Linked DNA regions of Mus musculus: regions 1, 2 and 4 are each linked to region 3. Evidence: chromatin contacts called from public HiCAR-type, HiChIP or PLAC-seq and promoter capture Hi-C data. All regions are on one chromosome and are shown on one strand. Each heading gives the region's core, a stretch centred on a gene start, on an enhancer-like site or on the middle of the called end of the contact. The rest is flanking DNA. Distances are from core to core; before and after follow the strand shown. Region 1 holds the start of Bbc3 (BCL2 binding component 3). Region 2 holds the start of Arhgap35 (Rho GTPase activating protein 35). Region 3 holds the start of Nova2 (NOVA alternative splicing regulator 2). Region 4 holds the start of Tmem160 (transmembrane protein 160).

Evidence for each region. Promoter capture Hi-C pulls out the DNA fragments that hold promoters and counts their contacts. HiCAR-type assays count read pairs that join an accessible place to other places. HiChIP or PLAC-seq counts read pairs in DNA pulled down with a chosen protein or histone mark.
Region 1: a contact with region 3 is called in an H3K4me3 HiChIP or PLAC-seq map of embryonic stem cells, with 10 times the contacts expected there. The contact joins the promoter of Bbc3 here to the promoter of Nova2 in region 3. A contact is called at or near these places in 2 of 39 promoter capture datasets (cranial neural crest and hippocampal neurons) and 3 of 115 datasets of contacts at active chromatin or transcription factors (embryonic forebrain and embryonic stem cells).
Region 2: a contact with region 3 is called in a promoter capture Hi-C map of embryonic stem cells, with 4 times the contacts expected there. The contact joins the promoter of Arhgap35 here to the promoter of Nova2 in region 3. A contact is called at or near these places in 1 of 39 promoter capture datasets (embryonic stem cells), 3 of 115 datasets of contacts at active chromatin or transcription factors (astrocytes, embryonic stem cells and extraembryonic endoderm stem cells) and 1 of 9 other capture datasets (liver).
Region 4: a HiCAR-type map of astrocytes shows a contact between it and region 3, with 4 times the contacts expected there. The contact joins the promoter of Tmem160 here to the promoter of Nova2 in region 3. A contact is called at or near these places in 2 of 39 promoter capture datasets (cranial neural crest and hippocampal neurons) and 2 of 115 datasets of contacts at active chromatin or transcription factors (astrocytes and stem cell-derived neural progenitor cells).

What each region holds. Positions count from the first base shown.
Region 1 is chr7:16,307,867-16,311,027 of GRCm38.p6, forward strand. It overlaps Bbc3 (BCL2 binding component 3), which reads left to right and starts at 1,717. Exons shown (of 4, transcript NM_133234.2): 1 at 1,717-1,995.
Region 2 is chr7:16,613,531-16,616,451 of GRCm38.p6, forward strand. It overlaps Arhgap35 (Rho GTPase activating protein 35), which reads right to left and starts at 1,463. Exons shown (of 7, transcript NM_172739.4): 1 at 942-1,463. It overlaps Gm29443 (predicted gene 29443), which reads left to right and starts at 294. Exons shown (of 3, transcript NR_136928.1): 1 at 294-422.
Region 3 is chr7:18,924,432-18,927,369 of GRCm38.p6, forward strand. Nova2 (NOVA alternative splicing regulator 2) reads left to right here and starts at 1,457. Exons shown (of 4, transcript NM_001029877.3): 1 at 1,457-1,733. The coding sequence starts at 1,649.
Region 4 is chr7:16,451,087-16,454,147 of GRCm38.p6, forward strand. It overlaps Tmem160 (transmembrane protein 160), which reads left to right and starts at 1,693. Exons shown (of 3, transcript NM_026938.1): 1 at 1,693-2,084; 2 at 3,035-3,061. The coding sequence starts at 1,877.

The sequences.
Region 1 (3,161 bases), core at 467-2,966, 2.6 Mb before region 3:
AGAACACAGGTCCTTCCTTGGGAAGAGCTGTAAGCACTCTTAATCACTGAGTTCTCCCCCCCCCCCCCACTTGCTTCGTTTTTTGAAAAAGATCACTTGCTGTGCTCAAAAATGGGCTTGGAGAGCCGGGCATGGTGGCGCACGCCTTTAATCCCAGCACTCGGGAGGCAGAGGCAGGAGGATTTCTGAGTTCGAGGCCAGCCTGGTCTACAAAGTGAGTTCCAGGACAGCCAGGGCTACACACAGAAACCCTGTCTCAAACAAACAAACAAACAAACAAACAAACAAACAAGCTGGACAGTGGTGGTGCATGCCTTTAATCCCAGCACTTGGGAGGCAAAGGCAGGTAGATTTCTGAGTTTGAGGCCAGCCTGGTCTACAAACTGAGTTCCAGGACATCCAGGGCTACACAGAGAAACCCTGTCTTGAAAAACCAAAAAAGAAAAAAAAAAAAAGGGGGGGGCCTGGAACTCACTATGTAACTCAGACAGACTCCAACCTTGCAACCACATTCCTGCTTTATCCTCTGGAAGTGCTGGGAAGACAGGTGTAAGTGACTATGTTTATTTCTTTAACAAGTGTCTTATCTCACATGGCTGTGTGACACCCTTTCACAGCGGGCCCAGTGCTGGGCACCCATAGGTAAGTAATATACTCAGTAAGTTTGGTGACAGTTTGGGTGAGACAGAGAGTCTGTCAAGTGCCGTGAGAGATGTCTACGGCTTGGGAGGAGGAAGGGTCACTGTTTCAAAAGGGAAGGGAAATAAATGACTTTTAGAAAAGGGAAAGGAAACAGAAACAACAGACAGGATGAAATAGGGTGCAGGGGGCTGCCCGGGCATGTCTGTGCCAGGAGCACAGGGCTGCCTCTTCCCCATTTGTCCAGTGCCAGATGGGTATTACGCCAGGCGGGCCAGGTGTTTAAGTTCACGAGTGTAACCCGCCATCAAGCCATTTAGCAGGAACCTGTCTCAGGAGTGACTTTGTGAGCACAGGTCTGGGCTCAGTTTCTTCTGTATGTGACTGGCATGTTTTGTAGGGTCAGCCAGTGCAGTCTAGTGGCTGTGCTTCAGCTATTGCGGGTGTCAGCCTGAGAGTGCTATTTGGATTGGAGTGTGTGTCCCTCTGAACCTGCCAGGAAGTTGTTCTGAGAAGGGGTCAGCCTTTAGTGTAGTGTGAATGCCCTAGGCATCTGGGGACACGGGTTTGTGCGTCGGAGACTGTTTGAATATTGTTTGTGCAACTACGTTTTGGGTTGTCACTGTCTGTGTGTGACCCAGTGAGCCAGTAAGTAAGATAATCTGGATGTCTGGGTCTGTGTGAGCTCGTGTGTCCAGGCCCTTGTCCTGATGTGTATCTGTGCCTCTGGTCTGACTTTGTGTCCCTGTGGCTCAGTCATCACTGACTCAGTGCACCCTGGCGTGCCAGTCCGTTAGTCTGAGCGTACTCCTCAGGTGTGGGTGTGGGTCCCAGTCAGTGTGTCAGTGTGTCAAGCGTGTGTCCGGACACCCTAGGTCTGGGCTGTCCCCACGCTGCTCCTCCTGCCTGGACCAGGCCTCGCCCCGCCCCTCTGGCTGCCGGGAAACCCCCCGCGCCGAGGTAGGGGGCGCGGCGCCCGACTGCAAGCCCCGACTTGTCCCCAGCCGCGGGCGGGGCCCTGGCGTCACGCGGGGGCGGGGCGTGGGAGCCAGCGAGAGGCGGGGCGGGGCGGCCGCCGAGCGAGCGGGGCCCGGGGATCTGCCGGGAGGCCTGAGACGCGGCATAGAGCCACATGCGAGCGGGGAGCCCAGGAGGCGGCGGCGACACCAGCAAGCAAGCAGCAGCAGCGGTGATCCGGACACGAAGACTCCAGAAGCAGCAGCAGTCACTGCAGTTAGAGCAGCAGGAGCAGCAGCAAGGTGCCTCAATAGCAACCCACTCGGCGGGCGAGCCCTCCAGAAGGCAACCGCCCGCCACCCCATCGCCTCCTTTCTCCGGAGTGTTCATGCCCCCGGGGTGAGTGAGCACCCCGATTCCCGAAGCTGCTTACGAGCGGCAAGGCCCGGAGGGCTCCCTGGAGGAGGTGACGGGGTGCACGGGCCGATAGGACGGTCGCCTTGCATTCCCGCAGCTTGTGCCCCAGCTTTCATCACTGGGACTAAGGCTGGGCCAGGCGGGCGGGAAGGAAGCACCTGGGACTCAGGGCGCCCTGTCTGGGCGCACAGGTGCCACAGCGGTCTGGCGGGTTTGTTTACAAACAATGGGGTTCGGGCTCGCCCGCGCCCCCTGGTGGCTAGTGAGACCTGGGAGGAGCGTGGCCCCGGGCTCGCTCGAGTCCCCCGAGTCCCACTGCGGGAGGGTTGGGGTGGGGGGTGGCACCGAGGATCGGCCACACCCAGAGCGCGCGCCCGCCGGGGGCGGCGACAGGGGGCGGCGGAGGCTGTGGCTCCCGCGGGCGGGGGCTGCGCCCCAGCAACAGCCGGTTATTGGCCCCGCGCGCGCTGGGCGGGCGGGGCGGGCGCACGTGGCGGCGTCGAGGGGGGGGGCTGTGACAGCGGAGGGGCGGCGGGGACCGCGCGTGCGGGGCTGTGGATCTGCAGGTGTCTCGCCTGGGTGTGTGTGCTCGTGTTTGGCTCCCGAGTTTGTATCCCTACACCGAGATGTTGGCGTTTGTCACCCGGAGGGGTGTCTGCGTGAGTCCTTGCCCGCGTGTCTGCGGGGTGGGGTGCACCTGTCCGTTTACGGGTGTGGGTGGCCACCCCCCAAACCAGAGTTGTATACGTGTGCTCTTAAGGGGTGAAAAGGGGATCTGTATCTGTCGCTTGCCTGGTAGTGTTGGTGGTGGTGGTGCGGACGACCGGGGCACTTGAGCTGTGTTTGTGTGTCGCTTGAGTGAGCTGTGTTGCTGTGCAGGGGTCTCGCCCAAGTGTGCGCTGCGTGTGTGTGTGTGTGTGTGTGTGTGTGTGTGTGTGTGTGTGTATGCGCGCGCGCGCGTGCTGTCTCTGGGTGTCTCCAAGACAAGCATCTGCTGTACCCAGCTTTTGGGATGGGATGCCACCCAGTGCCTGATCGCTCGCTGGGTGACTTCTGAGCAGCAAAAGGCACACAAGGCACGCTGAGCATGAAGGGCTTTGGGGGTGGGGGGGATCTAGCGGGTTCAGTGCCAGCCCCTCTCTCTGCAT
Region 2 (2,921 bases), core at 213-2,712, 2.3 Mb before region 3:
ACAGGGGCAGAGTTGGCAGGCAGAAGGGTCTGGAAAAGAGGACAGGGTCTGAATGGCAAAATGGGAGCAAGCACTGAGAAGGGAAGGAAGCGAGCAAGGCGCATCAGAATCTGAGAACCGTAGGAGAAGGAGCTTAGGGACATCCTAGGAGGTGCAGAAGGTTCAGTGTTGCGACCCGGCAAAATATGGGGCAGTTGGGCCCAAATACAAGGAGGAATTATGTCCAAAGCCAAGACCGGGAGGGCAGTAGAGCAGTGCCTGTATCAACAGACCAATACGGATCTCCACGGAGGTGGAACCGCAGGTCCTAAAGGGACAGCTCCTGGGGATGCAAGATGTTCTACCGCAGGGATAATAACAGTAAATAGGCCAAAGAAGGAGAATGGGGATTTCCTCCCAAAAGTGATGCTAGCAGAAAACAGGTAAGGTAGAAGGGCCACGGATATTCAAAGTGAGCGTCAGAGGGGATACTGAGGGGTCAATGAGGAGGTAGACTGTCCCAGGAGCACAGCCGACTCCAGGAGGTGGCGAAGTAGGTATGACTGGGGGTCGGGGTGGGGGAGGAAGTGGGAAAGAAGACGGCTCAGAATTGGGAGTCGGGTATCTCGAGTGGAGGCTGAGAGACACCGAGATCCTTCACCGGGTTTGGTGGGGCGTGTGTGGAGGCAGACGCCGGGATTGCAGGGCTGCGGGGACACTAGCGAATAGGAAGGGCAAGGCGGGCCGCGCGGGCCGGGCCCGGGCATGCAGCGGCCGGGACGCGGGGACCGCGGGGCGCTGGGGGGGGCGCTCCCACCCCTCCCCCTCCGGCTCCTCCATTGTTCGCGGGCTCCGGGCCCCGCGGTCCCCGCCTTTCCCCCCACCCTTGGATCCCGCAGCGGGGCGGCGCCCGGCGCCTCGCCCGTCCCCACATTCCCCTCCGCCAGCTACGAGACACTTACCAGTCTCGGGGGCGCACTCAGCGCGGCCCCGGCCTCCGCGATCCCAGCCGCAGCGACGGCGGGCCCGGCGCCATGTTCCCCTAGCGACTCGTTCCTGAGGCGGCTGAGGCGGCGGTGGCGGCTCCGGCGGCGGGGGGCCGGGCGGACCCTCCCTCGCGGGCTCCCTCCTCCGCCTCCTCCACCTCCTCCTCCCGCCGCGCCGCGGCTCTCCCTCGGGGCGGGGGGCGGGGAGGGGAAGGGGGGAGGGGCGGGAACCAGGGGGAGGGCGGACCAGCCTCGCTCGCTCGCTCGTTCCCTCCCTCCCGCGCAATGGCGGCGGCGGCGGCGGCGGCGGCAGCGGCGTTGTCGCCTCCTTCCTGCGGCCGCCGCGGCCGTGCGCGTACTGGAGACCCTCTCGCAAGTGCGCGTGCGTTTCTGAGGGGCGAGAGATGCTGGGGCTGGGGTTGGGAAGTGGATAACGGCCCTGTGGGCCGAGCGCACCGCGAGGACCGTAGGCCGGGAGGACAGGCACGCGCGGACACCGAGGGCGCGAGTGCGCGTGCGCGCCTGAGGAAAACGCCGCTACCTCAGCGGCTGCGGCGCCAGATTTACACAGCGCGAGGACGGACACCCGCGAACTGGCACAGGAGGGCGCGGGGTGGGCTGAGTGCGCGTGCGCAGAGACGGCTGCAGCCTGCGAAGCCACCGAAGGGAGGGAGGAGCCCGCAAGGGGGGCGCGCACGGCGTCGCGCGTTCCAGGCTGCAGTACCCGCCGCCCCTCCCCACACCGCGCCGGCTCCAAGAGAAAGCCATCTCTGAGAGGCTTGGCCCGGCTCGTGAGGGCGGGGACTTAGGGCTCCATCCCGCTCGCGCGGGACCTCACTAACCAATGGAAGGCAGAGGGAGGTGGGTTCGCCTCCTGGAGCCGCAGCTTCGGGATAACGGAGGGGGTTGGGGGGACAGACGTAACGTGGGGTGGCGAGGCGGGGCTGTGAAGGAGGGAGCGTACCCAGCGAGTGAACCAATTGGGCGAGGGAAGGGGGCGTGGTCCTTCACAGCCCAACCCAGGCTCGCCGTTGGCCAGCCCAAAAGAGTGGGCGGGGACAGGGGGCACGTGCTCTTTCCCGGGCGCTGAAGAAAAACCTGTGGGCCAGGCGCGTTGATACAAGTTACTGGTGATTTCTCCCAGTGCTTGGTCTCGGGCAGAGGAAGGACAGGCCCTGCATTGCAGCCCTAGTCTCCCAAGTCAGCATCGGGCAAATGACAGCAAACCACATGTCACTTTGGGTGCTTGCAGGGGGAATGGTGATGTAAGAGGGCTCCCCTCTAACTCTGTATTCCTCTGGGAGCCCTCCGGAAGGATGGATTGTGAAAGACAGGCTTTCCCGGCGCCTCACAGAGTGTGGAATGCCTGAAGGAAGCACGTGTTTCCGATCCAGCCTTGCACTTCTTTCCAGGCTTTTCATCTGTAAAGTGGGATAACAATACTGAACTCCAAAGGGTCGCTTGGAGAATCGAATGAGGTATAATAGGCCCTATGGCCACGATTCATGGTGGGAATCCTCGAACTACTAGAACCCAGTAAAATATGGGCGATCTCCCTTATACATTAATATCTATAATAGCTGATGGATTACTCTTAGCAGAGGATTACCCACAACAATAGAAAAACGATGAATATATATTACGCTGTAATAAGAGAAATGTGGATGTGACCCTCCTAGCCACCGGTAACTGAAACATCAGAAAGCAACAGGGGAGTTAAGAGGGAACTACTGTGTCTCTAAATGAGGGTGGGGTGTAAAGGAGTGACCTACACGTATTGAGTACGCAGTAAGCATTGCTAAATAAAATTACATGGGCTCGACCAAATCCAGCAGCCAGAACTTCATGAAGTCAAAAAGGTCATGCTGTGGGTGATATTCCTGGAGTCTGCTTTAAGGTGGTTAAGGCAGCCAGTATGTATGTCTCTTTTGGCTCTCTACAAAGGCAAGAAGGAAA
Region 3 (2,938 bases), core at 207-2,706:
TAACGAGTGACCAGAATGATAATACTTACTCTACAAAGCACTAAGGCCGTTTTGTTCTGTGCTGTGTCCCAGGGTCTAGGGCAGTATCTGTCACTCAGTGGGTGGGCCGTCAGTACCGTTGATAGGACCTAGCGCCAGTCAGGCTTCTGTGGCAGTTACTTGCTGTAACTTGATTTCAGTCGCAGGAGCCCGACAGCAGTCTTAGGTCCACTCTTCATGGAGAGATGGACCATCCAAAGGGGGAATTTCCTTGCTGACAGTCAGATGACATGAAGGTACATTTCTCATTTGACCCCTACCCATTGTTTCCTCTTCTTTTCTCTTTTGTTTGTTTTGTTTCTTGTTGATTTGGTTGTTTGTTTTTTTTTAAACAAAGGGTCTTACATTGTAGCCCAGCTTATCCTTAGATTCAAGGCAATTCTGCCTCATACTGTCAAGTAGTGGGATACATGAGTGAGCGCCAAGCTTGGCTGCTTCGGCTTCCTAAGACTCAGTGTCCTCATCTGTAAGACAGAATACTAAAAGTATATCCTATCGTTTTTCCCCGGTGGGATTCAAGTAAGAATCTCTTAGAACCACTCCTGGCACATGGCAAGTGCACAAGTGATGCTCATTAGGAGCAAAAGGTAGCTAGAGATGCCATGCACATCCCTCTAATCCCAGCGCTTGGGGGGCCAGGGAATGGAAACAGCAGAATCAGGAGGTCAAAGCTAGCCTGAGCTACATAGTGAGTTCAAAGCCAGCTTGGGCTATATTACACTCTGTCCAGCCACGCCCCTCCGCAAATAAAAGGGTGAAGGGTAAGGAAGGAAGGCGTGGAGGAGCCTCGCGGTCCTTATTATACCCTGCAGGGGGGGGTAGTCAGGTCTGTAGCGTCCAAGCGTGATGGGCGTGGCCCAGGCTTCAAGGATGGACCAATGGGGGCGCAGAAGGGCGTGGCCTTGACTGCCATGGGCGTGACCTTGCGCGGGTGGGAGGGGCCAGGACGCTGTAGGAGCCTAGCTGAGAAGATGCTCGGGCCAGCAACCACCACCAGCAGCCCGGTCTCTGCTGCTGCCCTCGCCCGCCGCCCCCCGGGCCCCCACTAGCGACCGCCTCCGCTTCTTATCTCCGGCCCCCCGCCCTGAGCAGGGCCTTGGGAGGGGGGCTCGGCCCCTCGCATCTGTGGGGAGCCCTCAAGAAAGGGTACAGAGAGGGTGTCCTGTCTACACCTCTGCACCCCACTGGCTCAGTGACCGGCTTCGGTGATCTTTGAGAGACCAGGACCCCACCCCTCAGTTCTCCATCCCAGACCACCCCCCATACCCTCTCCACCCTGCTCCCCTCCGTCCTCCAGCTCTGTCAGCGCTTCCCCCCCCCAGCCCCCTCCCGCTTCCCTCCCCGCCGCTCCCCTCCCCCTTCCTCGCCGCCCCCTCCCCTCCCCCTCCCTCCCCTCCCCCTCCTCCGCCCCCCCACCATGAGGATGATGGCCGCCGGCGCGGTGCACGGCCTCTTCACGGCCTCCGCGGCCCCGCAGCCGCCGCCGCCCCCGCCGCCGCCGCCGCCGCCGCAGCCCCAGCCTCCCCAGCAGCCGTCGCCGCCGCCACAGCAGCCGCCGCCGCCGCCGCAGCCGCCGCAGCAGCAGCAGCCGCCGCCCCAGGCCCCCCCCATGGAGCCCGAGGCCCCGGATTCCCGCAAGAGACCCCTCGAGACGCCCCCCGAGGTGGTCTGCACCAAGCGCAGCAACACGGGAGGTGAGGCAAAGCTGAGGGACCGCGGCGTGGGGCGTGGGGGGGGATCGCGCGCCGAAGGGGGCATCGCCGTCCTCCATCATCCCCCCCCATCCCTGGCTGGCAGGTGCAAGTGCTTCAGGGAGGGGAGGGGCACCCCTCCGCGAGGAGATGGGGACCCGGACGGACCCCTTTCTCTTGTCGCCGAGGCCCCGGGGGCTGAGAGCTTTGTCTGCGACGAAAGGGGCTGGGGGGGAGGGGGTGGTAAGTGTCCTTGTGGTGTATGAGGGAACCAAGGATGAGGGGCGTGGGTCCCTTCTGGGCCAGTGTGTCCTTGAGGGGTGTGTGATGTGACCCTTTCGGGGCAGGGGTGTTCCCTCGGGCTTGCGTGTCCCGGTTGGGGGAGGGGAAGGAGTAGAGTCAGGCCTGTGGACCGAGAGCTTCTGAGCCTCACTCCCTGGGGATGTCCTGAACAAGGGTTGTCCCGGAAAGGGGCGGGTGTGGACAGTATGCAGGACCGTGCATGGAGACAGACTGGGTGGGTGTGTTGGGTGACATGGAAGAAAGGGTGGGTGTGTAAAACTGGAGGGGAAAGAGATGGAAGGCTAGGACAGGTGTGTATCCGTGGTGGGTCGTGTAGGGCCTGGATATGTGACATTAAGGGACCATGGATGTGACGGGGTAGGGGTGTGTGAGTATGTGTGTAAAAGAGAGCCGGATGTGAGGTCCTCCAAGGGAAGGTGCTTACCAGCCCGGAGGGGGCTCTTGTCCTGTGACACACCAGTGAGAGGGGGTGTGTAACATGCAGGGGGGTGTGTAGGGAGGCAGAAAGGATGGACTCTGGGTGTGAACCGTGAGAACATTCGTGGACCGGGAAAAGGGGTTCTGTGTGGGGGATACCGCTGTGTATAGGGTGGAGTGGGACCAGTAGAAGCTGGTGCTAGGATGTGACATGGAAAAGGGTGTAGGTGTGACTCTAGAGAGGCTGGGTGTGACACATGGAGGTGTGCAATAGTGACATCAGAGGGGGGTGTGTAACTGGGGGGGATGGGGGGATGAAAAGGGAGAGCTGGGGCTTGTGGTTCAGTGAAACCCATGGAGGGTGTGTTCCCAAGGAAATCGGGGGGAAAAATGGAGTTCCAAGCGACTGGGGACATATGCTTAAAACACCCTGGAGCTTGGAGTTGTGTGACACCCAAAACTGTGTAGATGTGTATAAGACAGAGAGC
Region 4 (3,061 bases), core at 443-2,942, 2.5 Mb before region 3:
TTATATCCAAATTGTCCTGGTTTTACCTCTATGAAGTCCGTTTCCTCATAGACTCCTGGCTTGGTGCTGCAGTACTGAATACCAGGGTTCTTCTCATTGGCAACCATATTAGCCAATCGACAGCCCTTACAGTTTTTAACAATTTCAGCTGTTTTCAGACTGGCATCTTTAATTATGATGAGGGACTGGTAGACTAAGTCCTGCATTCTCTGGCATCCTATGTGTGAAGAACATTGAATCTTTTTCAGTATGCGTATACCCATTTTCTCTGGTACAATTAGTTTGTGATCAGCTAGCTGTCCTCCATCATCTCTTAGGACACTGAGACATGGACAGGGTTTTGGCTCAGATCACATCTTCTGTCTGATCAGAGAGTATGAGGTTTCCTGGGTCTAGGGCAATCAAGGACATGAGGAGCCCAATTTTTAGGGTCACTCACTGGGCTGTCTCACTGCCCTCTGGGACGGAGTTTAGTCTGTCCTTCTGCCGCCAGAAGGCCTCTCTCTATATAAATAGTCCCATAGATATCAGCAGTAGCAAAGGCACACTGGCTATCTGTGTCTCTTGTCTTTTCTCAGCTGTAACGCCTTGGTCAGAGCTGCCACCAGTTCAGCTTTGTGGGTTGATACTCCTGTCCGGAGTGGCTCTGCACATATGATCTGAGCAGTCATGCAGAGGCCCACCGATCAAGGTCAGGGTCAGGCAGCAGGGCAGCTGAAAAGTCATCCTGGGGCATTCAAGAAGAGAGGCTGGTAATGAGTCACCCTGGCGTCATCTTTAACCAGGAGGCCATTGCTGCACTGGTGTATACACAAGGTGGGGGTCGGCTTCTGGCAATTGGTGACAGATTGGCCATTGTCTGATGCCAAGGCCCTGAGTCCCCTGGCTCTAGGGAGGTCACCTGTAGTTAGCAAAGTAAAGCCTTCTTAGAGGAGGCACAATAGTCCGAACTTTTCAGGGCCCCTAAGAGGTCTTGGTTGTTTCTTTTGTTTCTGTTGCCACTGAAAGTCACTTATAAACTGATGAGGAGACTTTACCTTCAGGTTTTAGCAAGGCAGAAAGTTCAACTTTATTATCTACAAACAAGTTGTTGGGTTCCCTTTCACCTTTAGGGCTGCCCTGGGCTTGGGAGGGGCACCTTTGATCTTTAGCCCCCTCCCTCTTATCTCCTTCTCCTGAGACTATCTGTTTTAGGCATTTCTTATGTGTCCCGTGGTTTGGCTGTGGCTGCTATCAAGATCTTTGCCAGGTCTTGAGTCTGTTGCTTCTGTCCCCTCCTCTGCTTCTCCTCTGCAGTCTCTCTTCTGTTAAATACTCTCTCGGCCACTCTCACTAAGTTTGAGTCCCAGTACCGGTAATAACGTTTTGGAAAGAATCTAAGTAAAGACAGGAATGAATTTCCAGAAATGACATCTTATTAAAATCTGCATAGAAGAAAAACTGAAGAGGAATACAACAAAATAGTTATGTGTCCTCTTTAGTGAGGTAACTGGTAGTTGTTTCCGTGAGTTCACCACAGTTTTGCAACTAGTCTAAGCAACTAGTACAAGTTTTGTTTCCTGGCTGTTGAGAGCATTAACTTTTTTGAAACTACAAGTCCCAGCAGATATTCCGCCGCACCCTTCTGCAGGTCGAACTGCCTGCCGTACATTGATCTCTGGGATTTGTAGTCTGATGATAAAAATAAGGTGGGTCACACACTACCGGCACATATAACTGAAGTGGAGACACAGCCAGATACACCAATAGGTATTGCGTTCCGGGATAGAGTTGCGGGCAGATCACCAATGGTTGTGTCGCTCCTCATGAGTGATGTGACCTCCAGCCTACAGTAGGCCCGTGGGGCGGAGCTGGTGTCGCGGCCCCATTGCGAGCCATGGGAGGCGGCTGGTGGTGGGCTCGGGTCGCGCGCCTGGCCCGCCTGCGCTTCCGGGGGTCTCTGCAGCCTCCTCAGCGGCCCCGCAGCGGGGGCGCGCGCGGGTCCTTCGCCCCGGGCCACGGGCCACGCGCGGGAGCGTCGCCGCCTCCAGTGTCCGAGCTGGATCGCGCGGACGCTTGGCTCCTCCGCAAGGCACATGAGACAGGTCAGTGGCAGGGGCCGGGGTCGTTCGCGCTACAAGGAGAGGGGTTTCAATGTGCACGTGGGAGTGGGTGGCCAGAGTAAGGCAAGCATCTGCTGGGAACAGGGCCTGTGCTCAGCGGGGGCAGCTTCCTCATGTGAGCGCAGGGAACCGGTGTTGGGGGTTGGAGATTTTGCAGCCTGGCCGCATAGGACACCATCTTTCGGGTCCTGGCTAAAGGGGTACAGCAGGGATTAGTGGGGGTGGGGAGGAGGCTACGGTTAGGAAGAAGTAGTTGGCAGCACCACACTGCCTAGGTGAGAGACCGTTCCAGAGGCAGCTGGGAGGGAACAAGTTGCTTGAGACAGGGGTATCCGTTAGGATTACAGACAGAGGGGACCACTTGGAATAAAACAAGAGTGTGGCTACCCGCAGAAGATGGGGAAGTTCCGGATTGGACCAGCGTGTAACCAATGGTAGAGAAGGTGGCTGCTGATTGGAGGGAGAGGTGATCTAGACTGCAGAGGGAGGAATCTCAAACGAGGCAATGAGTTGAGAGATTGGAGCTGGTCTGGTGTTGAATGGGGCTAGTAGTGGGAACAGCCTTTTGGCAGCACTCAGGTACTTGAGTGGTGGGGAGGTGTGGACGCAAGGATGAGGCCATGCTAGGTAGGAGCGGTTACCACACAGGGGAAGGGACAGGCTGGAGAAGTTTGTCCCAGAGGTCTGAGGGAGAGAGGGAAGACCGCAGGATGCACAAGGGAAGACTTGGGAAGACTTTCTATCCTCAAACTTCAATTCGTGCTCTAGATTTTGAACGTCTGGGACAGAAGGGTAAAGGAATGGGACTTGCATGGGGCTTCCCGGAAGGGATCCGCATCTAGAATACTTTTGTCTTGTGGCTGAATAGGGTGAGAGGGGATCTAGGAAGCAGGGCTTGCTGATGCAGAGCTCCATCCCCCAACTCCCCGCAGCTTTTCTCTCCTGGTTCCGAAATGGAC